2 separate regions of the Ovis aries genome follow, and region 1 is linked to region 2. Evidence: chromatin contacts called from public Hi-C data. All regions are on one chromosome and are shown on one strand. Each heading gives the region's core, a stretch centred on a gene start, on an enhancer-like site or on the middle of the called end of the contact. The rest is flanking DNA. Distances are from core to core; before and after follow the strand shown. Region 1 holds the start of RRAGC (Ras related GTP binding C). Region 2 holds the start of DNALI1 (dynein axonemal light intermediate chain 1).

Evidence for each region. Hi-C and Micro-C count contacts between places; a contact is called where the count stands out from the background.
Region 1: a Hi-C map of muscle shows a contact between it and region 2, with 4 times the contacts expected there. The contact joins the promoter of RRAGC here to the promoter of DNALI1 in region 2. A contact is called at or near these places in 2 of 16 Hi-C or Micro-C datasets (muscle and tail adipose tissue).

What each region holds. Positions count from the first base shown.
Region 1 is chr1:13,585,810-13,592,230 of ARS-UI_Ramb_v3.0, reverse strand. RRAGC (Ras related GTP binding C) reads left to right here and starts at 2,448. Exons shown (of 7, transcript NM_001161867.1): 1 at 2,448-2,684; 2 at 4,404-4,607; 3 at 5,563-5,762. The coding sequence starts at 2,448. LOC121819013 (a long non-coding RNA gene) reads right to left here and starts at 2,135. Exons shown (of 2, transcript XR_006059127.2): 1 at 1,867-2,135; 2 at 1-381.
Region 2 is chr1:12,373,386-12,380,055 of ARS-UI_Ramb_v3.0, reverse strand. It overlaps DNALI1 (dynein axonemal light intermediate chain 1), which reads right to left and starts at 4,989. Exons shown (of 6, transcript XM_004001809.5): 1 at 4,856-4,989; 2 at 4,189-4,334; 3 at 1,820-1,989; 4 at 485-663; 5 at 10-174. The coding sequence starts at 4,936. SNIP1 (Smad nuclear interacting protein 1) reads left to right here and starts at 5,029. Exons shown (of 5, transcript XM_042245714.2): 1 at 5,029-5,325; 2 at 6,140-6,376. The coding sequence starts at 6,150.

The DNA.
Region 1 (6,421 bases), core at 1,199-3,698, 1.2 Mb before region 2:
CAGTGCTATGTAAGAATTCAGGGTGAGCCTGGCCTCTGCAGGTCCTCTTCAACGTTTCTATCAAGGATCTGGATGAAGACAGTATACATGATGCTCAATGGAGTAAAAAAAGGATCCGATCTGTTGAGTTCCTGCTGTTGCAGCTGCCTTATCTGTAAAATGTAGATTTCATATCTTGCCTATCTCACAAGGTGTTATAAGGATTAAATTAAATATAATGGATGTAAAAAGTACCTTGCAAATTGTAAAGGACTACATATGGGTCAGATGGTAGTAATGCTAATTCTCTGTTTGCCACAGAGTTGGAAGGGCTGGTTGGTAGACGATACTGAGATGAGCTTGAAAATGATTCACAACTTGGGAATGCCTAAACTTCACGGCCTAAATGAAAAAGTTGAAATATCAAGTCTTACATTGAGGTTAAAAATGCAGCTGTACAAGTTTAGGCACTTAGGGATTGCTGACAAAGTACTGGTTCCAGTGACTGTTAGTGTGAACCACTTACAGTCTGTATATTTTTTTAAAAATTCCATTCTGGAAAGCACTAATAGAAATACTGTCCAGGTGCTAAACAATCACCCTGAAGGCTCTATTGGTCCTTATTGTGTTGTAGGTGTCAGACATTTGATGGATGTTGACAAGCTCAATTGCATATAAATGTGGAGAGTACATTTGAAACCACAAAGCTGTATTGTCCAACATGGTGGCTGCTAGCCACATCTGGCAAGTAAAATTAAAAATTCAGTTCCTGAGTCACACAAGCAGCAATTTAAGTGCTCAATCCACACTGGCTACTATGTTGAGCAGTATAGATGTGGAACATTTCTGTCATCACACGAAGTGCTATTGGACATTACTGTAGAAGGCTGGGCTGAAGTATGTTTAATGTGGAACAGAGAAGACAGTGGGTAATGAAAACTGTAATCCAGTATCTGAGGTGCTGTCATAAAAAAGATGACCACTGCTAATAGACTATGGTGTATAAGCTCCAAGGAGTGTGATTTTTGGCCTGAATAAGAGACTTCTAAGCCAAGTTTTACTACAGTGGAATTGTTTCCTACTGAGATAGTGAGCTCTCTTCCCTGGGCTCTACTGAAATGTATGCTGCAAGTCTTTCATGCAGCGTCAGAGACGCTGTACAGTAGATTCTTTTTAGGTGAGAGGTTGCACTAGATGACCTCTAAGGATGTCCTACCTTTAATTTTGAGATTCAGACAAAACCAACTTCTAGATGTGCATACCTGCTTTCCCTTCATAATCAAGAAAGTTTCCTTGAAAGATCAATATCACCACCCATGTCCCCTTTAAGAGGAGGACCCCGGAGGAGGAAATTGGTTAAATTTCCAATTCTAAAGCCGCCCTGTGAAGAGTAAAATTCCTCTAGCTTTCCCATATTTTGGTGACAAGCATTTGTTCTGGTCAGCTTTCATTATTAATGCCTTTGGTCTCTGATCTGAAGGAGATCACACAAGATGCAATGTTTCATGGGGTGATGGAATTACTACAGAAGTAGATACTGGGTGGGGAGGAGTCGTCGTCAGATCCTGATAAGTCAAACAGTAGCAGTATTCATTGTCAGTGATTTGCTGAAGAAAGTGGGTAAGACATTCTAGCTTACTAGCATTTGCTTTCCTATCAGGGGCCAGCTACCTGCTAGAACGAACTATCTCACCGATGACTCTGCCTCGTTTGAGGTTTTGCCCTCTGGCTAGCTCCTCCTCTCTACCTTTGAACACCTCAACCAATGCCATCCTTCCAGACCTGTTCAGACGCCAGCTCCTTAGAGATGCTCTCACCCACCCATGCTGAGCATTTCTATCTGCATCTTTGACCTTCCCACTTCTATCTCATACAGAAGCTACTTACTCAGAGGTCCGATCTCCATTAACCCTGGGGCAACTTGAGGGCAGGCAGGGTCCAAGGTAGTTCCAGTTTTGTGCCCCTTCTGCCCCAGGACTTCGCGGGCATCAGTAAGTATTGGTTGGGCAAGCACAATAGTAGGAGGAGGACAATCAATTCTCCCAAGTGCCCAGAGAGCGTCACTCATTGTGTTGGCCTCCGGAGTCCCGAAGAAGGCAGGAGAACGGTGAGGAGCAAGGCGCGTGGCTGGCTTGGACGGAGGTGCGGGCTGGGGCGGAGGGCAGAGGGCTCGGCCCGGCTACCCTCCTCGTGACTCCTCCTCCCCCCTCCACGGCTCCGAGTCAGGTGATTCCGGGCACGTGACGGGCACCACCTACCTTGCTGCTCCCGAGTGGCAGCTGGGGCGACCAATGAGGGGCCAGGCTCGGGCGGGGAGCCTATGAGAGCCGGGCGCCGGGGGGCGGGCCGCACAGCGGCGGCGGCTGCCGGGGGCGGCGGCGGCAGCGGCGGCGGCGGACTGGGGAGGCGGCGGCCTGGCTTGGCCTGGCCTGGCCTGTCAGGGCGCGGGCGGCGGCGGCTCCAGCACCATGTCCCTGCAGTACGGGGCGGAGGAGACGCCCCTCGCCGGCAGTTACGGCGCGGCGGATTCGTTCCCAAAGGATTTCGGCTACGGCGTGGAGGAGGAGGAAGAGGAGGCGGCAGCCGCGGGCGGCGGGGTTGGGGCGGGGGCCGGAGGCGGCTGTGGCCCGGGGGGCGCTGACAGCTCCAAGCCGAGGATTCTGCTCATGGGCCTGCGGCGCAGCGGCAAGTCCTCCATCCAGAAGGTGAGTGGGGCCGTTCGGGCCCTCCGCCCCTCCCCCTCCCTCCCCTCCTCGGGGGCGCTGGGGGCCAGCCGGGAGGGGAGGCCCTGAGGAGGGCGGCGGCCGGGGTGGCCGGCTGGGTTGTCCCAGCGCGCTTTCTCTTCTCTGGGAAGCAGAGCCCGGGCGCGGTACGCGCCGGGACCCCGATCTCGGAGTCCACGCCCAGGTCAGCCGAGGCCGAGTGGATCCCCGCACTCCCTGAGTGGCCGGAGCGAGGCAGGTGCCCGTGGCCTCACCTCCTGGGCCCTCACTTCCTGGGACCCAGCCCCCATGCCATTCATGAAACTGAGACTTGCTCCCCGGTTCTAACTTTCCCACACTCCTTACCCGACTCCGGTTGTGTGTGCGCCTCTCACTTCAGGTGACCTGAGTTTGCAGGGCTTCCCAGGTGAGCCCCAGGGAGCAGCGTCAGAAAGAGTTGTGACTAACTCCTTGGTGTTTGTAATGCCTGCTCTTGTTGCTAGTACGAAGGAGACTTCACTGTGACATTCCTTAGTGGGAATGGGGGCTGTTCTTCCACCTGTTTTAGTACTTTTAGCCCGGTGAGTATAATTAGTAGTGATTTCCCCTCTGTGTGTGTGTAGCTACAAAAGTCTTGAGACCTGGAGAATATTTACAGACCTTTGTACATGTGCTTTTACTTGGGAAATGGCAGGAGAGGATGGAGGGCTATTCGCTTTTTTAGTAAGGGGGAATAGAGGCAGGGTTGACCACCTCCATCAGCCATTCCTCTTAAACACAAGGTGAGCTGGCGATAAAATGCCAGATCCCTGGCTTTTTGCGCTTTTCATTCTGTGGCAAAGATCTCTCCAAAATAAATCTCTGCGTGATATTCTGTAGACATGATAATTTTAAAAAGTAGCCTTCCAAATTTACGGGATTACTATGTTTTATTATCTTTTCACCGTTACAGCAAAATCTGAGTACATTGATGGCAGGTTTTTAGCAAACTGGTTTTGATTCGTTACAGTGTTACTCACAGTCTAAACCTCAGGAGTAACTATCCATTTTTCCCATCCAGCGAGTAGAGAGAGGGAAATTCCTTTTGTGTTGGAATTGTGTGGATTGTGATAATTGTGATTAACAATTGCGTTTACCTTTTTTTTTTTTTCCTCATGGGAGCTGTCTTTTCCTTGTCAAGTCCCATTCTTCCCCTCCTCATGAATATTCCTTCTCTACCAATATGCCTTTTCCTATTTGGTATAATTTGCCTTTATTTCTTCCACAAGACTGCAAACCCATGAAGGACAGAGTCCAGTCAGTTTATTTTCTAATTGTTTGTTAGAGCCTGATGTGGGCATTCTGATAAAATTTTAATGAACAAAACTACTTAAACTTTAGCTATAAATTTTCATAATCTTAGAGCAGATTTTGGCAGAATTTATACAATGAGGAGAAAAAAAAGACTGAGGAGAGACATTGCTACTGCTAGTATTGTATACAGACAGAGAAAATAGAAAAGTTTTAGCTTTTCTGGGTGATTTGGTTTTAGTAATTTGGTATTTTCTGTTCTGTTACAAGTTAGAGGATAGTGAGTACCAATGGATATACCATTCACGTTTCATCTCTCTCAAAATTTTTGCTGTAGGGTCACATTCTTTATGTTAATTCTGGGTGGAGTTTTGTACTTATTTTAAATAAAAAGTGGAATAGTCATTAAATTGTCCTTTTTTCTTTTAACAGGTGGTGTTTCATAAAATGTCACCCAATGAGACCCTCTTTTTGGAAAGTACCAACAAGATTTACAAAGATGACATTTCTAATAGCTCCTTTGTGAATTTCCAAATATGGGATTTTCCTGGGCAAATGGACTTTTTTGACCCAACTTTTGACTACGAGATGATCTTCAGGGGAACGGGAGCGTTGATATACGTCATTGATGCACAGGTAGTTGGACATGACGATGTTTACTTTTCTTCTCTGATGGCGGAAGATGTAGGAACAAAGGAAAGTTGTTTATCTTGTCATGTGCTTCTTGCAGTTTGTTTCTTTGCCACTAGATTTCCTAACTCTGAGAGGTGTACCTGCAGAGGTGCTTTAGGAGCAGGCATGCCTTTGTGCAAGTACAGAATATGAGATGACTAGGAGATAGGGTTTATATCTCTGAGTTCTAGTTAGTGAGCAGTGTTCCATTTTTGTTAATAGTAGATATTGCTATATTTTTATTAACTGTTGTAATGTTGTCACCCACTGAAAAGGTCTTATCAGTGTCTGTAATGAGGAATGTGAGAACTGAGTCAGTAAATATTAAGTGAATAGTTTCTTTAGTTGTCCAAATTCATTTTAGCTCAGCTAGCACTTATTGAGGGCCTAGCATGTGGCAGACACTCAGATAAATGGGACATGTCTCTATCCTTAAGAATCTTAATTTTTTTCTAAGCTTAAGCATTAGCTAGGAATGAGTTCTGAGGTACAGACTCTGTTATGAGTGCGTTCATATGTATGACCTAATTTAATTTCTTCTTCACAGTGCTGTAAGGTAGGTATTGTAACTACAATTCTATGGCTGAGTAAACTGAGATCACAGAATTTAAGCAATCTGCTTAGAGTCACACATCTAATAAATGGCAGAGCTGGGATTACTTAAAAAATTTTTTATTGGGAATAAGTGTCCATTTCCATTTCCTTTTCTTATCAGTATTAAAAATTACAAGCATTAACTTGGTAGTTGAATTCTTAACAAGAGAGATTGAAGATCTATTTAGTGGTATAAGTTAATGTAGTTGTTTGAATACTTATGAATGATTAGGGTAATATATATTCTGTGGTTGGGGAAAGAGGTGGTTTGAGGCTTTCCTAACGTAAGATTTCTTTTTAAAAAATATTTTGTTCTGACTTACAGGATGACTACATGGAGGCTTTAACAAGACTTCACATTACTGTTTCTAAAGCCTACAAAGTTAACCCAGACATGAATTTTGAGGTTTTTATTCACAAAGTTGATGGTCTGTCTGATGATCACAAAATAGAAACACAGAGGGACATTCATCAAAGGGCCAATGATGACCTTGCAGATGCTGGGCTAGAAAAACTCCACCTTAGGTAACAACCTGTGTGTTTGATATGGGAGCCCTGAAAAGTGTGTAAATGTATTCCCATCTCTGTCATTACAAACACGTAGCTCTCTGTTACTGGTATACCCTTCCCAAATGTGTAATGTTTTTGATCTTTGTTGAATTCAAGCAGTTTTGGGAGCCTGATGTTACTGAGAAGTTACTTCCCCTGCTTTTTTGCATATTCCCAGAGGTTGAAGTCATGCGAGGTCTGTTTCTGTAGGTGTGTTTACAAATTCATCTCAAGAGACTGGAGTCAGGCTGTTGCCTCATGGCATCAAATCTGCTTTGGGATTCCCCTCTCTTGGTTACATTCCCCCCCCTCCCCACCTCAGTTCAAGGAATCTCACATTTGTTGTAGAACTCTGTAGCTTAATCTTTCACAGTACCTTTCTCAGTAAGAAGAGCCTTTTAAAGAGGGCACATTTTAAGTTTGGATTCTAATGTTTCTTGTTTATGTTTTTTAAAACACTTTATGCTTTTATAAACCTCTAAAAATTGGGTGAAGTGATTGTATCCATTAAATCTGCTTAGGGTTGCTATCAAGTTAAAGAACTGCTGATTTGTAATTTTCATTGCAAAATTAATATTAAAGAATACCTACTAGATAAACTCAGTGGTTTGTATGCTTGTATTTTAAAAATATGT
Region 2 (6,670 bases), core at 3,740-6,239:
AACGATTACCTTCAGCTGCTGATTCGTCCGCTTCAGGAACTGGATCTCCTCGTTGTGCTTCTTCTCCTCCACCTGTCTCCTCTCGCTCTCCCGCTTCTCAACGGCCTCGCATTTTGCCTTCTGCTCGTTCACTTGCCTCTCCAGATCTCGCTTTTCCGTTTCTAACTCTGCAATCTGCGGACAGAAACCCCAGTCATCCTGCGACGTCGCCAAGCGGATGGGGCGGTGTGAGTCCCTGGGTGGAGGGGACTCGGGACACAGCTGCCCGACCCAAGGCATTGCCAGAGTCTGTGCTGCCACCCAGTGGGAGGCCAGTGCCTGGCAGGGCTTGTCCAAGGGGAGCCAGTTCCGTCACCTCAGGACTGGCCATGACACTGAGGTGACGGGAAAGCACCCTCGGAGGCCGGAGTTGGATGCTGGCGTGACAGGCTGTGGCCCTAAGGTGGACAGGAGAGTCTCGGAGGCTCCTGGTGAACCCACTCACTTTCCTCTCCATGTCTGACTTCCCCTGCTCGGCCTGCAGTGCCTTCCTCATGCCAAACGCCACGCTGCTCTCGTACAGGGTCTGGTAGGCGGCGATGGTCATGCGGATCTCGTCCCGCACCCGCAGCAGCAGCAGCCCTCGCTCCGCACAGTTGATGGTGACCTCGCGGATCAGCTCATCTGCCAAGGTGCACACAGCGAGGTCGGAGAAAGCAGGAGGGAGGGGAAATGCCAACCGTCCTACTACAAACCGCTTCCTACTGGGAAGGGCAGGAGGGTGTGTCCTCCTCACTTGGAGACAGGCAGGTCTCGGGGGCCCTGTCAGGACTTCTCTTCAGCACTTGGGAGTACAGGCCATCAGCAAGCCTGGCTTGGCCAGGGCAAACGGAGACAAGAGCTTGGTGTGTCTACAGCCTGGGGGCTCTTCTGGTCCACTATTAGGCAGAAACTGGGTGCTATTCAAAGCAATCTGATTTTTTCAATATAAAGATGGTGGCTGTTTTAAAGCAGCTGGGAAATCCTCTGTGCCCCCTTGGCTGGACTGGTTTGGGGCTGGAAACATCTCCTCTGTAAATGGTGACAGAGAGCACAAGCCAGAATTGCCCTCAAGCTGAAGGGACCCTGCCAGCCCCTGGACAGCAGCTGCCACAGGGTCTGGATGCGTTTGCATCTGCGTCCACGTGGGCCAGTGAGACTAGACTGAGGGCCAGTCGTCTGACACCAGCATCCAAGGAGGGAGATCTCAAGTCCCTGGGTTTGGGGACTTCCCTGGTGGTCCAGTGGTTAAGACTCCATGCTCCCAACGCAGAGAGCCTGGGTTTGATCCTTGGTTGGGGAACTAAGATCCCACATGCCACACGGTATGGGCTATAAGAAACAAAACAAAAAGGCCCTGTGTCTGTTGAGTCACAACAAATCACCCTGAAATACTTTTCTGGACCAAGGCCTGATGTTGATAGATGGATATAAATATAGAACATGACATTTTTCTGATTGAAAAATTAATCTATGTTTATTATAGAAACCTTTGAAAAGAACCAAATGGAAGGGGTCCCATGGAGGTGGGAAGTTCTCATCTTACTCTAAGCAGCTGCTGAGGGGTAAGGAAGCAAGTCATCAGGAACACGGTGACTGACAAAGTGGGGACCGGTAGGAGAGATGGGCAGGAGGGGGAAGACGGTGCAGTTAGCAGTTCCTGGGTGGGGTAGGTGCGGGGAGACAGACATTCCAGGATGGGATGGGCTCAGCTCGGGGGGACTCAGGGCCTGGGTCTCTACTGAAGGGAAGGGGAAGGAGGCAGTAGATGGTGGAGTAGCCTCCCTCTCGGACCACTCACCAAAACACTGTGAGTACAGCTCCCGGCGCACTGGGCAGATGCCAGTCTCCCGGGCCTGCCGCTGCTGCAGCTTCAGGTCCAGCTGCTCCTGGAGGTGCACCACGTCCATCCTGGTGCTGGGCGTGCTGGACACCTGCTGGATCCATAGCTGCGTGTCCTCCACCCACTCCCTGTGGGACACACACAGCCAGGCCTAGCCAGCCCCATCCACCATGCAAGGTCCTCAGGACCTGAGCAGAGGTGGCCCTTGGCACTCTCTGCCTGAGAGGAGGGAGGAGCGGCTCTGTCCCCGACCCACCAGAATCCCCCATCTCTCTCTTCCTGGAAGAGGGTGTGGCTCCAAAGCCACACCCACGGTGCCACCTCCATGGGGCCCCTTCCTTGGGGCTGGGCAGTCTTCATTCTCCCACGGTCCTCTGTGAAGTCATCACCCACGTTCCAGAGCTCCTTTTCACTCCTAACATGCTGAGCACAGATTTATGGTGGATGTTGCTTGATCTGAATGGGAGGCCCAGTGACAATACCCACTGACTTGGGGGGTAGGAGACACAGGAGACATAAGCCTTGTGCCAACAAAAAGAGGTGAAGATATGTACTGGCGGGGAGAGTGTCCCTATATGGACGCCCATAGTGAACCTCATGTCAGAGATACAGCCAGGTTCTGGAATCACAAGGGGCAGTCTGAGGGCAAAGCCACCTTGACAGAGAGGATTCCATGCATCGTTGAGAGGGAAGCAAGTGAAAATCACCCTCAAAACTTCTATCACCTTATTGCATAAAAATAGTTGAAAAGGATGTTAGTGATCAATGTGGCTGTGGAACAAGGCAGCAGGGTAAGAAGAAGGGAGCTCTCCTTTTATAAAGGAGTCTGCAGAAGGTTTCCTTGAGGAGAGGACATTTGAGCAAGATTTGACTGTGGTGTTGGAGAATATTCTTAAGAGTCCCTTGGACTGCAAGGAGATCCAACCAGTCTATCCTAAACGAGATCAGTCCTGGGTGTTCACTGGAAGGTCTGATGTTGAAGCTGAAACTCCAATACTTTGGCCACCTGACGTGAAGAGCTGACTCATTTGAAAAGACCCTGATGCTGGGAAAGACTGAAGGCAGGAGGAGAAGGGGATGACAGAGGATGAGATGGTTGGATGGCATCACCGACTCAATGGACATGAGTTTGGGTGGGCTCCGGGAGTTGGTGATGGCTCCTGGCGTGCTGCAGCTCATGGGGTCGCAAAGAGTCCGACATGACTGAGTGACTGAACTGAACTGAGTGAAGGAACAAGGGAATCAGGAGGATATCAGGGGAAGAGGATCCCTGGCGGTGAGAAGGTCCTATGGTGGGAAAGTCATTGATGTGTTTCAGAAACAGCAAGCAGAGGCCCTCGTGGCATTAGCCCCGTGAACTAGGAAGGGAATAACCAGAGAGAAGATTCCGGATACCTCAGGGGCCAGGTCCTGCCAGGTCTTCTGGGCTGTTGTAAGGACTTGAATTTTAGTCTGAGCGAGATGGGATGCCAGTAGAGTTTGTATAAGAAGAGCTGCACGATCTGACGTGTGATTTGGGGGCCGTGTGGGGAATAGACTGTAGGAGCACAGCGTGGAAGCAGAGTTTTCAGGTAGAAGGCCATCACAGTAGTGACTAGGAATAAGACGGTGGAAGCAGCGTGAAAAGCAGTCAGATTTGGAAAGTAATTTGAAGGTAGAGGCAAAAGGAGAAAGGAGTGGCAGAAGAGAAGATGGTTAGATAGCATCACTGACTCAATGGACATGAATCTGAGCAAACTCTGGGAGATAGTGGAGGACAGAGGAGCCTGGCATGCTACAGTCCATGAGGTTACAAAGAATCAGATACGACTTAGTAATGAAAAAAAGAACAATGGAGACAAGAGAGTGTGAGCATTCCCAGACATGTGAAGGGAGAGATCAAAGGGAATGAAAAGTGGCCTGAGCCCCTAGTGGAAAGGAGAAGACTGAGAATGAGCTGGTTAGGAGAAGAAAGACATTATGATTTAATTTGAACACGCTGAGTTTGAGATGTTCCTTGGACATCTTCATGAAGGTAATGGTAAGTAGTAGAATATATACATTTAGAGTTTAGGAGAGAGGACAGGGCTGCAGAAAGACCCATGGGAACCATCAGTATACAGATGATATTTAAAGCCACGAACGAGCCTGGGTGAGAACACTCACGAAATGATGGCGAATAGAGAAGAGGTCTCCCTGGACCCTCCCAGGATCTAGCCATCTGCAAGTTCTAGAAACTCTGGGATGCTGGGAAGAAATCTCAGTCAGAGAGTCAGGGTGCCTCCTCTCACATTCACAGGTTCCAGGAAGCAAAAACCTGGGCCTCCTCCTAGCCACTGCTTGTTTACCTTGGGGGCAGGATGGCATTCAAGATTTCTTCTGCTTGCTTTGTAGGATCTGGGACACAGGAAGTTGAAGGGAGCTTGGTCTTGGGTGGCTGTGGGACGGGACCCGAGGGTCCAGGCTGCTGGGGGCTGACTTTCAGTGGCCGAGCCTGAGAAGGAGGGACAAGTTGGGGCAGGAGGCGACTCAGACACTCAGCTCCACACTCCCTGGGCCCCTGGATTGCTCTAGGTTTCCTGCACATCCCTCCCCTATCCCAGCTCACTTTTCCCATCTGTCCTCTCAGCAGAAGTTATGTTTCAGAGCTGAAGGAGGCCATATAGCATCTCTGGTTCCACCCCAACCCAATGCTTGCATCTCCTTGAACAGATGTTTCTGGCCCAGCTGCTCAGGCTTCTACTCTAATGATGGGGCATCATTATCAGATCTATTCTGGGACCCTGTGACCCTAAAAAGACTTGTCCCATCCCCCTGTGACTTTCTTCCCCATGCTAATCTGCCCTTTGGGATCACCCAGCATTTGGTTTTCTTCTGCCTCTCTCCTCAGGTCCCAGTTCCCATTACTCCCAGTGACTGCAGCCTCTGTCCCTCGGGACTCCCGACCTTCAGCGCAGCCCCTGTCTTGCCCCAACGGAGCTTCGTGCTCCCCCACGCTCTGAGACTCGTCCTTACTTTGGGGCTCCGTTTCTCAGTGTTCCGGCTCACCAACACCGGGGTGTCATACTTAAGCAGAGAGTCCGCTGGGGGAATCATGGTGGCGGCGGGAGAAGCAGCCCAGCAGCCGCCCTCCAGTCAGGGCCTTGTTTGCCGTCGCCATGGAAACCTCTGCTCCGCCCTCATGGCCTGGGCGGGGCTTCGGGGTGGGGCCAGCAGCGCGCGAGTTCAAACTCAGCCTTCTCAGAAAGTTTTCCAGTGCTTATCAGACCACCGGCTCAACAGGTCGCCCCGGTACTCTTGGAAGCAGGGAGAAAAACATCAGTTCTGAATCCCTGTGCTGCGTCTAGCTCGCAATTTGAATTAGATGCTTACCGCCTTCGACCCTCCATTTTGTCATCTGCAAAATAGGGAGTCGTCTGACTTCTTAGCGAAGGGTTAGGAAAGATTCCCGGTGGAAGGCATCTAAAGTTCCCACGTTTTAAAAGGTATTTGTTTTTAATTAAATGGAGAAATGACAACATATCAGACAGTGGAGGAACAGAGGGGAAATGCTAATGATTTGCCCACGGGCTGCCGTCTGTGATTGCATTTTCTTCCTCTTTCCTTGGTGTCTCCAAACGTAAATGTAATCACAATCTGTACAATTTTGTTTAACAAGTCAGGTGTTTGTTTTTTTTTTCCCATTTGTCATATAATTTGTAAATAGCAAAAAAAAAAAATTCAAATGGGCTTCCCTGGTGGCGGCGGTAAAGAAGCTTCCTGCCTTGTCGGACATTTTCGCTTTTCTTGTAAATAGCATCGCGAATGGCGACAGAACATCTTTCCTACCGCTGGGAGTGCAGGTTGTCTCTGTTTAGTAGGTAAACATCCTTGAAAGTGAGTGAAGTGAAAGTCGCTGAGTCGTGTATCCGGGTCAGGCTCCTCTGTCCATGGAATTCTCCAGGATACTGGCTGGAGTATCCAGAATACTGGAGTGGGTAGCCGTTCCCTTCTCCAGAGGACCTTCCCAACCCAGGCATCGAATCCAGGCCTTCCGCATTGCAGGCGGATTCTTTACCATCTGAGCCACCAGGGAAGCCGTCCTTGAGAGTAGCTTTCCCTAAGTTTGCTTTTGAAACTTGAATCTCCCGCCTCTCGAGTCGGGTCACTAAGGCCCCGCCCACTTCGGAATCTTGTCGCGTTATCTCCGCTGCAAGGGCTTCTGGGAGAGCTCGCAGCCGGAAGCGGAAGTCCTGGAGGCAAGTCCGTCATTTCCTTTGGGACAGGAGAGCAACGGACCTATTTTCCTTGGCTCCGCAGATCTCTCGGCATGAAGGAGGTGAAGAGCGAGCGGGAGCGGGGGAGCCGGCGAAGGCACCGGGAAGGGGACACGGTGGGGATCGCGCCGGCGGTAGTGGTGAAGCAGGAGCGGCTCAGCCCGGAGTCCGCGCCTCCCGTCCACCGCCGTCCGGATTCCTCCGGCGGTAGCCCGTCCCCACCGGCCGGCGAGTCGGGCCGCCCAAGTCACCGAGGGAACCGAGCCCGAGGAGGTAGCCGGTAAGTGGGAAGCATCCCGGGGTGGGTCTTAGATAGGGCTCGTTGAGAAGAGAGGACAGGGCTAGCGCCAGAAATACACCTTGAACGAGGAACGCGGCAGTTTGGACTTAAAACTAAAGCGATAGAAGTGACCAGTTGTGCTTATGTGGAAGAATGTTTACTCCGGTACCTAACACTTGGATTGCAGCTGGATGTTAAGCGCTCAATGCCTGCTGCGCAGTCTCTTGCCCCTTCATTTCTGTGTACCCAGCATTTCACCGAATATAGTTCACTTGATAGCAGTGATAATTTAAG